Regions from separate parts of the Mus musculus genome. Here region 1 is linked to region 2. A link is a contact called in public ChIA-PET data. All regions are on one chromosome and are shown on one strand. The core of a region is the stretch at or near the end of the contact, and the rest is flanking DNA. Distances in the headings are between cores, read along the strand shown.

Region 1 (6,246 bases), core at 65-2,564, 280 kb after region 2:
AGACTTGTAAAGTTGCTGATGTTAATCTTAATCTCTGTTGTGTTTTCAGACTACCACACTGTGCTCAGTCATTGGCAAGTATATAATGAATATACGTGTATGGAATTTGAATGCATGAATGAATGCATGCATGAACAAAGTATTTTATTTTAAACAGCAATGTAGGTGAAATCATGGATTTGATATGGTAATTGCTCAGTTTTCTTTTACCTATTAACATAAATATATTCAACTGAATAAACATGCTCATTCACATACTAAAATCCCCTTAGGTGCTGTCATGGAAACACTGCACTAAAGGCACTGTTTAATCCAGACATCTGGGCATATTACCTTTGCGTAATTGAGCTTTTTTTCTCACCTCTGTTTTTGCAAGTGGATTTTTGTCCCCTTATTCCACAGTCCTTGGTCTTATCCATTGTTAACCTGTCTTCTCTAATAAACTCTTTCTCAGTGCAATAATTATCTTTACTCCCAAACTCCTTTACCATTTTTGTCAGATTCCTTTTCCCTTTATACTAATCAGGAGATGAATTTTGAGTTTGTTCTTGTCTCCCCCCTCCCCCATCTTCTTTATGGCTTGAGGACAGCACAAGGACAGAGAACTGTTTCTCTAGGGTTTTGATCTGTACTCATTTTTTGTTCCTACTTGTTACACAGGCTGGTGCTGGCTTCACCTCCCGCCTCAGCCTGCCTGGTGAGGTGGTGTCCTCATTACTTTCCCAGGGCAAGGGCTATGCTTAAGGTGATCATGGATGAATGATGACATGGAGGCTGACAAAGAGGTCAGGGTCTCCTTGTTGGTGTCCTGGAGGATCATCTATCTGGCTGTGGATCTCATTGTTCTTTGAATCCCAGGAGCCTATCAGAGACCTTATTTCCTGGCTGTGATTTCCATGGCTTAGGCTGGTGGTGGTGATTTGAGTGGCTTTTTAATAATGTGAGCCAGGTGGTGGTGGTCGTCTTGCTCCTAATTGCTGCCATTACCCACAAATACCACCATCTGTTTGCTTTGCCATGGTTTCCATAGAAACTGCCCCCCCCCCATGTTATCTTGGTGGACCTCCAGAGTGTCTGAATGGATCTTTGAGTTTCGGGTGATGATAAACTCTTCTGAGGCCCCGGCTGAGACCTTTGGTCTTGGCTACTAAGCATAACAGAAGGATTTGGGAGAAGAGAAGCTGAGCCCAGAAAGGTGAGAGCTGGAGTCTCCCCCAGAAAGGTAAGGAAGTAAACAGGCCTAGTAAACAGGCCTCCAGGGGAGGATAGAGCAGACCTTTGAAAGAGAAACTAATCCTATTGTCAGTTAATCTTCTTGTGCTAATCGGTAAAACTGTAAAAGTGAAACTGTAAACACGAGATAAGTAGAGATAAGTAGTTAAACTGTTAAACAGACTGTGTCAGGTATCATCCCATTGCTAGCTTGGAAAAGATGTTCTTTGGTATTTGTTGATGAATTATTTACGTTTTGTGATGATGTTGCTGCCTTAATAGTTTGAGCAATGTTTGTGTAACCTTGTGTGGAGCTATTGTATTTGTGAAACCTGATTCTAGATGGAAAGAATCTTACAGGGAAAATGGACCTATAGTGCACTCCATTAAACATCTTATTTAAAGTATACAAGCTTAGAGCTGTAAATTGTTTTGTTTTTGAGATAGGGTTTTATTTTGTAGTTTAGGCTGGCCTGGAACTCACTGTGGACCCCAGGATGGCCTCAAACAGACAAGAAGCCTGTGTTAATCTCCCAAATGCTGGAATTACAAGGCACAAGTATCACTTCATCTGGCAATTTGTAGCACTGCAAACATTTATTTTCTGTATTCATATTCATAATAGTTATTGAGAAAGGAAAGTTTCCCCACTGTTAGATAACCCAGTTATTAAAAAGATTTAAAATTATGCCAAATGTCTTTTGAGCCCTTACCCAGTGCTCTGGAATTTTACATTCTGATGTCTGAAACGTGACATTAGAACCCTTCAACCTAACATATCATCTTTCATATCTCCCTGAAGTTTTGTTTGTATGTGCATGTGTGTGTATGTTTGTGTGTGAGCGTGCGCACGTGAGTGTGTGTGCACAAACACATGCACACATGTTTGCATGCTAAGTGTGGCGTAAGCATGTATAAGGGCATGCATGTAAAGGCTGGAGTCAGCCTCAGCTTTCTACTATTATTTATTTTTTGAGACAGGGTCTCTCATTGGGATCTGGGGCTTTTTAGGATGGCTGGTCAGTGATCCCCAGGGATCTGCTTGTCTCCTCCTGAATTAGCAATGGGATTATAATCCATTGTGCTTGTCCTTTTATATCAGTCCTGGCAATTGCACTTCATCTTCATGCTTGTGCGGCAAAATACTTTACCAATTGAGCTATATTCCCAGAACTCAGTTTTCTGGAAACAGTATTTGATTATTTGCCTGCTGATATGGTGCATGTGTTTTATATCCACTATTATATTATGTTATATTATATTGGTGCCTTGTTCAAATTTATATTCCTTCAGAATTTTATTTGGAGATTCCTACCAGAGAACTGCAGTTACTTGTATACTCATGACCAAAGAACAATTCTTCTCTGTCATGGAAGGGTGTCCTTGATGACAAGTCTGAAGAGGCAGGAGGCATGTGTACGAGTGGTGAAGGAGGAAGGGTCCATCTTAGCTATCAGTGCAGTGAGAACAGTCCTGACAATGATTGGGGTGCCAGATGTTGTGAACAGATTGTCTTCACAGTCAAGACTTTAATTCCTGAATGTAACTCCTAAATGTAGTTTCAGTCACTCTCTTAAAATGCTATAATCACCTATGGGTGATTTAATCTCTCTCTCTCTCTCTTTTAATCTCTCTCTCTCTCTCTCTCTCTCACACACACACACACACACACACACACACACACAGAAGGGCTATGCTGAAAACATAAATAAGGAATCACACACATTGAGAGAGGGATACAGAGAAATATTTCATAATATATAAATGCATATTATGACAAGTGGTGTTTTTGGAGTTTTCCTTATGACAGAGAAACTAATGGCAGTTATATACAGAGTAAATGTTATATTACAGTTAAGGGTTTTGCCTGTGCAAGACCTGCACAGGTTCTAGCCAATGAGATCCCAGTACTGGGAGGGGGAAGTGGACATGAGGATTCCACCTCTACCCAAAAAGTTACCTGCAATTGAAAGCTGCTAGAAAAGTAGTTTTTGCCATTGGCATGCCACTGAGTACGTATATCAGTCACAATCTAGGGCACGTCTTGTGCCCAGGAGTACTTAGCCAACACAAAAGGAACCCAGTGTATTTCTGTCTCATATTTCATATTTCTCATTTTTTCCTTTAGAATATTTTTATTTATTTGACACCTTTATACAGGTACACAGTTTATATTAGTCATATTCAACTTAAGTTCCCCTTCTTTCTCCATTGGACCCTCACCTTTCCATCATATATTTCCTTCCCACCTTCATTTTCTTGTCTGTAAATAATTCACTGAGTTCTGTTAGTACTGCCTGCACTTCTATAAGTATGATTCCACCCGCCTACATCCATACAAACATCCCTCAAAAAAAAAAAGACAAAACAAAAACAAAAACAAAAAAAACCCAAAAAACACAAAACAACAACAACAACAAAAACAAGCTCCTTTTCCAAGCAGCTGTCAGTTACCAATAGCTCTTCAGCACTGGGCAGATCCTCAATGAGCCTGTACCATTCATGGTTGAATGTTGATCGGCTTGACCTTGTGCAGGCCGTCTGCAGGTAATCACAATTGCTGTTAGTCCATGAGTGCTGTGGTCTTTTCACACCCAGAAGACAGAATTTTAGTGAATTTCTCCCCATCTTCAAGTTCTTATATTCCAAGTACTCTTAAGTGATGTTTCCTTAGCTTGCTTTTAGCTGGGCTGGGGAGGTGATATAAATAACTTATTTGGGGATAAGCTCTTAATAGAAATTATTCCTTGCACATTAGACAGTTATAAATCTTTGCAGTGGGTGCTGTTCACTGCAGAAAGAAGAGGTTGAGAGTAGGGTTTATGAATATCTATACACATAAAATGTTCAGAAGGCAGTTTGATAACTTGTTCATTAAGCAGAACAAGCGCAGTGGATTCCCCTTAGGGCCTGTGATTTTCCTTAGCCATGGGCTTCTGACTAGATTTGAAGAGGAATGAGTTCCTTCCTGTGGAGCAGACCTCAAAGCCAATCAGAAAGCAATTCGTAATCCAGGAATACTTGTGCTGGTATTATATCAGGAAGTAGCCACACAGTATATAGTAGCTTGCTATTGTACCATGCAGATTCCATTGGATAAAACTATTGATAACTTTTGTCCCACAGTGGCCCCACACAGTACTTTCTGGTACTATGAAAGCTACTCAGCAGGCAGGGTATTTCCAGAAAAACTCCACTTGATCTCTGGATGTCCTGTAACCAGAGTGTGTGGTGTCTTTAGCCGAGGGATTTTACTAACTAGTTTTAGAGGGTAATTAAGAGCAATGGTAATAGCTGTGTTGTTTGGGGAGCCTCTAGAACATCTTGTGTTGAAAACTTAAGTGGGGGAGGTTATTCCATACCTGGCGATGAGTTTTTCATTTGTTATCCCATGTTCTCTTCTGAGGATGCAGGGTCCACTCATCCAAATGTAGGGACATTTGTCCTTAAATTCCTGATTTAAAAATACATATTTTGTAACTAGCATATAAAGCAGTGAGTTTCTGTAAGTTTCCCTATCTCCTCAGTTTTAGTTACTATCCTTTCCTTAGTTTTCAACACCTACTTTCCTATCATATATGTTTTACAGTTCTCTACCCTTTCATGCACCCTTTCCAGCCTCCTGACCTCTGTGTATACATACTCTGTATTAAAAACATAAATCTAAATCTAGATCTAAAAAATTAAAAATTAAGATGCACATATGAGAGAAAATATGGTATTTTTCTTTCTAGACTAGGCTATTTTACTTAGTAATTTTCCAGTCCTATACATTTTCCCTCAACTTTCCTAATGTCATTTTTCTTTGCAGCTGAATAAAATTCGTTGAGTGTACTGTATTTTCACCTTCTATTTATCAGTTGATAGACATATAGACCGATCCCATTTCTAGCTATTGTGAATGGAGCAGGAATAAACACAGATGTGCAATTAATTATCTTTGCTATGATACGGACACCTTGTATATGCATAGGACCAGTATTGTTGGTTTTAGATTTTTGAGAATCTCTACACTAGTTTGCATAGTGGCTGTACCCATTTATATTCCCACCAACAGTGGATAAGTATTCCCCCTTCCCCACAACCTCTCCAGCGTTTGTGTTCATTTGTTCTTGGTTTGTGTATATTTTCAAGTAAAAATTGAGAAATATTATTTTACTTTATGTGTGTGGGTGTTTTACCTGAATGCCTGTCCATGCATCCCATGTGTACCTGGTTCCCACATAGGCCCGAAAAAGGTATCAGATTTCCTGGAACTGGACAGTTGTGAGCTGCCATGTGGTTGCTGGGAATCACACCCAGGTCCTCTGGAAGAGCAGCCAGTGCTCCTTACTGCTAAGATGGGCTAAAGAAAGAGATAGAAATACTGAAGAGAAAAACAATGTGAAATGCTGTAATTGTTAAATAAACAACTCCTTGGAAACTCTCACCAACAAAATGGGTCAAGGAGAGGACAGAGAAGGTAGCCTTGAACACACGATGGAGAAAACGGTATTGATCAAGATGCAAAACTTCTAGAGGAAAACTGAGTACATGCCAATGCCCAGGCACAGGTAAGGACATACTGAGTAAGACCCTGATTGCTCAGGAAATAAAAACAGCACTCAACCAATGGGATTTCATGAAATTAAAAAGTTTCTGTACAGTAAAAAAAAGAGCCATCAATTGATTAGAGAAGAAGCCTATAGAATGGAGAATTCTTATACCAGCTACCCAGTTGACAGAGGATTAGTGACTAGTATGTGCAAAGAACTCAAAAAACTAAGTATCAAAAAAGAAGCACTTCAAGAAAAATTAAATAAATAGGTAAATGAGCCAAAGAACTGAAAGGAATCCCCAAAAGAAGAAATATAAATGGTGAATAAATAGTTTTTTTAAAGTATTCAATATCATCAGCAGTCAGGAAAACAGAAACTAAAAGTTTTTCCAGACTTCTTCTCACTCTAACAAGAATGATTATCATCAAGAAAACAAGTAGACTAGGGAGATGGCTTAGCAGTAAGGAGCACTGGCTGCTCTTCCAGAGGACCAGTA
Region 2 (5,975 bases), core at 2,150-4,649:
ACACTTTCTTTTGCATTAAATATTAGTACAAACTTCTGGAGAGTGATGTTCAATATGTGACAAAAGCTTGAAAACTCAAGAGCTACTTTGACCTTATTCATAAATCCATGAGACTTTTGGAGAAGGCAACAGAAAAAGAGCCCCTCCCCTAATTATGCAAAAATATTAGTGAAAAGGTAAAAATATTAGTGAAAAGGTTAAAATATTAGTGAAAAGGTAAAAAAAAAAATTAGTGAAAAGGTAAAGGTCATTGCTCAAATGACCAATTGGAAATTAAGACAAATCATAATACTTAAAACACAACTAATTCTTTTTCTTACCATTACCATGATGGATATTCAAAGAACAATAGTCATACAAAAGTACTGTCAGAAAAATATAAAGCAAAGGATGGATGCTGATAATAACTGTGTAAAGATTTGCCTTTACTGTTTAAGAAAAATGACTAGAAAACCACCTTTTAAAGTGTGTGGTAAGGAGACCATTTTTAATTACTCAATTTTCTATCAAGTTCATTTTTAAGTTTCCTTTTCTCATTTGCTTAAAAATGATCTACCTGCCTATCCATATATAAGCTGGAAAAGGAAAAAAGTACACAAAATCATTTCTCATACACCCAGATATTAAAACTATGTTCAAACAGCTATCAGTAGTTTGATACTAAAACATGTATTAGTGAATACTTCGAATTTACCTTCTGTGATACAAGTAGGATTTATGTCTAACAACAACAGAAAGAAGAAAAACAAAACTTCAGGCTGAAAATTAAAAGTAGTAACAGGTATTCAAAAATAATTTGTACCCATCTGAGAAATTATTACCATTAATAATACTGGTGGTGGCATTCACTCTTATTACAATTAAACCATTTTTGGATTTGCAAGATATTAGGGAAAACTCAGTAGCTTCTGTAATAATGTGGCTTCACTCTTATAATACTCAAAGTTTTCAAAATTAACATCACAGCAATTTAACTGTTTTCTACTGACAAGCAAACTTTCAATTATTTTCTTTTTATTTAGTCTGCCTTAGTCTACTACTCTTCCAACTTTGTGTCCACTTTGTATGCTTTTCCTCATTTGGATCTTATTTGGAGGAAAGAGAGTTCAATTTAGGTTTTATTATCACTCCTTTCATCATACAACTCTGTAGCTAAGAGTAGAATCTCTTTCCCCACATATAAAAGATCATCTTTTTGTCTCAGTGCAGAGCAGAAAGTGCACTTACATTGCAAATTATATTTATGGAAAAAACAAGAGTCAATTCAAGACTTAACTAAAGTATATTCTCTTTTTTAAAAATGTCCATTGTCTCCTAATCCCAAAATCCTGTTCACCTATTCCCAAAAAGGTCATAATACATATTTCTTCTTTAGTGAAAACATATTTGCACAAATGCAGTTTACTGATGAATTAATTAGCTATTTTTTAAGATTAGAAATATATAACAATGTTTTTATTCAGTAACCCATTATCTAAAGATGAACAATCTTGGAATTCACTCAGTAGTCCTCAGTATTTTTATTTATGTAGTTTTTCTCACTTATGAGTCAGTTCCCCTTCTGAATTCCTTCTCCCCTCCACTCTAAAAAGAAAAAAAAAGAAAGAAAGAAAAAGGAGAAAGAGAGAGAGAGAGAGAGAGAGAGAGAGAGAGAGAGAGAGAGAGAGCTAGAAAAAAAAAAAAACACCCAAGCCTGGCCTCAGTTCCCGTATTTCAAGCCAGGACCAACCAGAAACCAGTTTTCTTCCACTAATCCGGAACTCCGGGCTGTTACCAACGCTGTCATTGGCCAGCGTCAGTCCTTGGTACGTGCCCCAAGATAACCCCCTGGTTTCTGTCCCTTATCCCCCTACAATGGGCCTTCTCCGCTGTTTGTAACACAGTCCTAAAGCACAACACAGCACCTCTGAAAACCAACTCACATTCTTCAAAGTTTTGGGGTGAAAATAAGCAAGGCTAGAGCAGGGCAAGGTACCCTTTCCGACACGCTGGGAGGGGGAAGGGGCAGTCCTTCGAACACCGAACAGCAGGCTCGGGGAGCTCTAAGGGCTGAAGGGCCAGGGGCGGTTGGGGGCACAAGGTGGGGAGGGAGTGGAAAAAGAGTTGGGCTAAGTTGAAACGAAAAGTTTACTAACCAGATCCTCGAAGCTTCTTCGGTGCTCTTTCCCTTCCCAGTCTAAGCGGCGCGGAATCAGCTGGGGGCCGGAGGAAAAGAAAAGGGGGGGGGGTGAAGGAAAAGCCTCTGCTCCCCAGCAGCAGCACCCAGCCTGGAGCCTAATCCTAGACCCTTTAACATTTTCATTTCTCCAGTCCCGACAGCTACTGCCGCTGTGCCGGGGGTTGGGGGTGGGGGGGGGCAGGCCAAAGGGAAGGAAATCCTGAAAAAACACCTCCCGCAGGAATAAAAGGCAGCGAGTTTAGACCCCTGCGTTGTCCGCCCCTTCTAAGCAAAGAACCCGATTTACCCCAAGTGACAACAGCCCCAAGTGTCCAGCTCGAAGGCTCCCTCCGGGCCCCTGCCCTCGGCCCCTGACCTACCTTACCCTTCCTCCAGGTTCTCCCCAGCCCTCCCCACCTCTTCCCAAAAGGGGTCCATACCTGATGCTCTTCGAGCTCTTGCACTAGCACCTGGGGAAGAGGGACACAGGGATGTGAAAGCAGATTGGGGCGCCAACCCATTCCTCCCTCCCCACTTCCAACACAGCCGCTGACTGTAGGAGTAATCGCGGCCGGCCTTTCCCTCACCCTCCAACTGCACTGCTCACCCAGTGCCTCAATTTCCCCAATGGGACCATTCCCCAACACTCCCAGATATCCTTTCCCTCTCACCTGAGCGGATTTGTTACAGGGTCCGGACTGCAAGAACCTTGCGATCAGGTAATACAGCTCTAAAGAAGGGGTTGGGGGTGGGGGGAGACGTTGAGAGAGAGGCAAGGAAAAGAGATACAAGCTTTTTAAAAAAAATCTGACAGCAGTCGCGCAAAGCCCCCATCCCTTTTGCCCCCGGCTCAGCTACCCACCGGCTTCGATCTGGGTAGGTGCCGCCGCCATCCTTTTCCCGAGGGGGTTTGGGGGCTTCGCTCAGGAGGGCTGGCGGGGGCGGGTGGGGGCGCTGCCTCTATTGTGGTGAAGCCCCCATGCTTGGGAGTCCCGCCGCTTCCGCCGCACTCTTCGTCCCAGTTTCGGTCTCTCTCGGATTCATCGCATCACGTTTCGACCCATAGATATTCTAGCCCAAGAGCTGAGGAGGCGGAGGAGGAAGGAGAGCAAGAGAGAAGGAGAGGGAGGAGCTGAAGTCGCCGAGGGGTGGGCGGGGGGAGAGGGGTGGGCGGGGGGAAAGGGGTGGAGCCATAGAAAGAAGGAGGGGGGAAAAGGGAAGGGAGCCGCTTGCAAAGCTCCAGGCTGGCCGCCAGAGGCACTAAGGCGGCCGCCTAGTTCCAGCAGCTAAGCCGGCCTGGGGTTGCCTAGTTACTGCCCAGAGAACAAGGAAGAGGTTCTAAATGCAGGCAGACGCTCTGGCAATCTTCGTCAAACTCTGTGGTGGCGTTGGCGTCCTAGAGCTCCGGAGTTGCTTACCCTTCCTGTAAGGGCAATCGGACCCTTTCCGGTGAGGGAACCTCTCTCCAGACATGATCAAGAGAAACTGGCGAGGGACTGACATGATCTAGCTTACCTTGGGTCACCGAACGGATTTGGTTTGTTTGTTCTTTCTCTACCCCAAGAAAAAGTCGCTAGCTACTGCAAGGTTTTGTTTTCAAACAAGGAACAGCATGCCAAAAGAAAGTGCTGCGCCTACCTGATGAGCAAGGGAATAATATTCTTCTAGAAAACTTCTTGTAGTAGTATCAAGTCTCCCCTTGATTCTGATAAACATTGCGCGCGAAGTTTACACTTTAAGGAGGAGGCCGTTTCCCCCTTCTGAAAAGGTCAACAAGCTCTTTCTTCTCAATTCCTGTAGGATAAGTTGGAACGCTGTTTTGAAATTCTGCCAAAACGTTTTTAAAGTTCTTAACTATTCATTGAAATTTGGATAGAAATGATAGTTTGGTTTGGTTTGTCTTTGAAGTGATATTCTCTGACTTGCTGTCACTATGTATCTATCCAAGGCTCCCCTGGAATTCCATGTCAATCTTCCTGCCTCAGCTTCCCTAGTGCTCATGTGGCAGGCATGTGTCGCCACTCCGGTTGACAAAAAGTCTTTTTTCCACTACCTTGAGACTACAATTGTTTTCATGTATAACTTTAACTCTTAGCACAGCGCTGATTTGATCAAAGGATTTGTATAATAATTGACAGTTTGAGGAAACTGGTTCACTTCCCCAATTTCTCTTAGCATCCCGTTCTCAGGATGTTACTTTGAACAGAATTCATAGAAACAAAACATGATGGGAAAACAAGTACTATTTGAATTGTGTACATTATTTGCTTTGAAATACTCAAATTTGAAGGTTCACATTAATGTATGGCTATAGTGGGAGTTTGGTTTTCAGACTCAGGGAGCTCGGTGATTAAACCACATTGGGCATAGAATTAAATTTAATTCAATTCATAAACTTAACATATCCTTAGCAATTCATTCTGCCAATTTCTTTTATTGAGTAATTAATAACAACATAAGAGTAAAATGCTATGGTTATCTTTGGTATAATCAGTATCTGAAAGAAGTAGATAAAAGAAATATAAAACCTCAGGACAAAATTGTGAGGTGCTTACTGAAATAGTAATTTTTATAGTTCAAGATAATATAATTAACAGCTAACCTTTACCAAGTCATTACTACATATTTTGCCTGCTGTAACTCATTTAATCCTTAACAGTGACCTAGGAGACAGTTTATATTTTTCTCTACCATACTAATATTAAAAATTACTACTAGCCAGGTGTGGTGGCACACGCCTTTAATCCCAGCACTAGGGAGGCAGAGGCAGGCAGATTTCTGAGTTCAAGGCCAGCCTGGTCTACAGAGTGAGTTCCAGGACAGCCAGAGCTACACAGAGAAACCCTGTCTCTAAAAAACAAAAACTAAAACAAAACAAAACAAAAAAACCACCTGCTATATGACTTCAAAGCACTTACATGCTATTGTTTTTCTTATATGTAAATGATAATAAATAATATTCACTGTGTTTGCTAACACACATTTTTTGTAGAACTCATGTGAGAATATATCTCTGTTGTATTCAAAAGGCATGTGACATAATTATCCCAGCGATCACTAAAACTGTAAATTTGGATGCAATTAAGAGAGAAAACTCCACACATTTATGGAAATTTAAGGTAAGAAATTACTTGTACAGAATTAATTTTATTTGTATTTATTCATTTATTGTGTATGTGCAGGGGCAGAGTCACCTGGCCTCCAGGTAAATAATTATGTTAACTGGAATTTGAAATGATAAGGGATTAGGAGTAAAGAAAATGCAGATTAACCTCCTGTGGTCTGATCTACCTATAATCCCAACACTAGGGTGGCTGAGGCAGAAGTGTCTTTAGTTCAAAACTAAACTGGGATACATAGCTAATTCAAAGCTGGCCTGAGAGATAAGGGGAACTGGAAAGAGCACGACATTAGTTTCAGGCGCACAATACCCAATGATTCTAGAATCCTCTACTGACAAAGCAAACTGACACAAGGAAAAATACTTAAAGCCCAAATCCATTTCCACAAAACCAGTCACTAAGGGTAAATTTTGGAGATGATAATTAAGGAAGTGATGAACTAGCAGGAATTTTCTGTACTAAGTTTGTAAGAAGAAAGTTTTTTAAATGTCTGTGTTCCCACAAAAAAATATTCATTCTTTAGAACTAATGCTAACGAATCAAACACTTTGAAGTAATTTAGAAGACAGAATCACCAGTCTGAATCTCTGCCTGACCACATTTGTATCCCCCCCCCCGCGCCCCCACCCCGTGTGTGTGTGTGTGTGTGTGTGTGTGTGTGTGTGTGTGTACATGTGGAGGTCAGAAGACAGCAT

The links. ChIA-PET counts read pairs in DNA pulled down with a chosen protein or histone mark.
Region 1: an RNA polymerase II ChIA-PET map of memory CD8 T cells shows a contact between it and region 2, with 17 read pairs. The contact joins the enhancer-like site here to the promoter of 2810403D21Rik in region 2. A contact is called at or near these places in 1 of 39 promoter capture datasets (pre-B cells), 4 of 484 Hi-C or Micro-C datasets (CD4 T cells, LSK cells, Th1 cells and 1 more), 3 of 115 datasets of contacts at active chromatin or transcription factors (effector CD8 T cells, embryonic forebrain and memory CD8 T cells) and 1 of 9 other capture datasets (adipose tissue).

Annotation. Positions count from the first base shown.
Region 1 is chrX:109,112,782-109,119,027 of GRCm38.p6, forward strand. All of the region lies in intron 1 of Sh3bgrl (SH3-binding domain glutamic acid-rich protein like), which reads left to right. Among named protein-coding and RNA genes, the nearest start is that of Sh3bgrl, 20 kb to the left of the region's middle. Within about 2 kb of position 1,315, at least 51 of the 459 cell types and tissues checked have an H3K27ac peak or open chromatin away from gene starts, as enhancers often do. A contact at or near this core is called in Th1 cells and memory CD8 T cells, where this site is marked.
Region 2 is chrX:108,831,079-108,837,053 of GRCm38.p6, forward strand. 2810403D21Rik (RIKEN cDNA 2810403D21 gene) reads left to right here and starts at 3,400. Exons shown (of 5, transcript NR_015493.2): 1 at 3,400-3,607; 2 at 5,188-5,277. It overlaps Brwd3 (bromodomain and WD repeat domain containing 3), which reads right to left and starts at 3,268. Exons shown (of 41, transcript NM_001081477.2): 1 at 3,021-3,268; 2 at 2,830-2,888; 3 at 2,599-2,628; 4 at 2,136-2,195. The coding sequence starts at 3,051.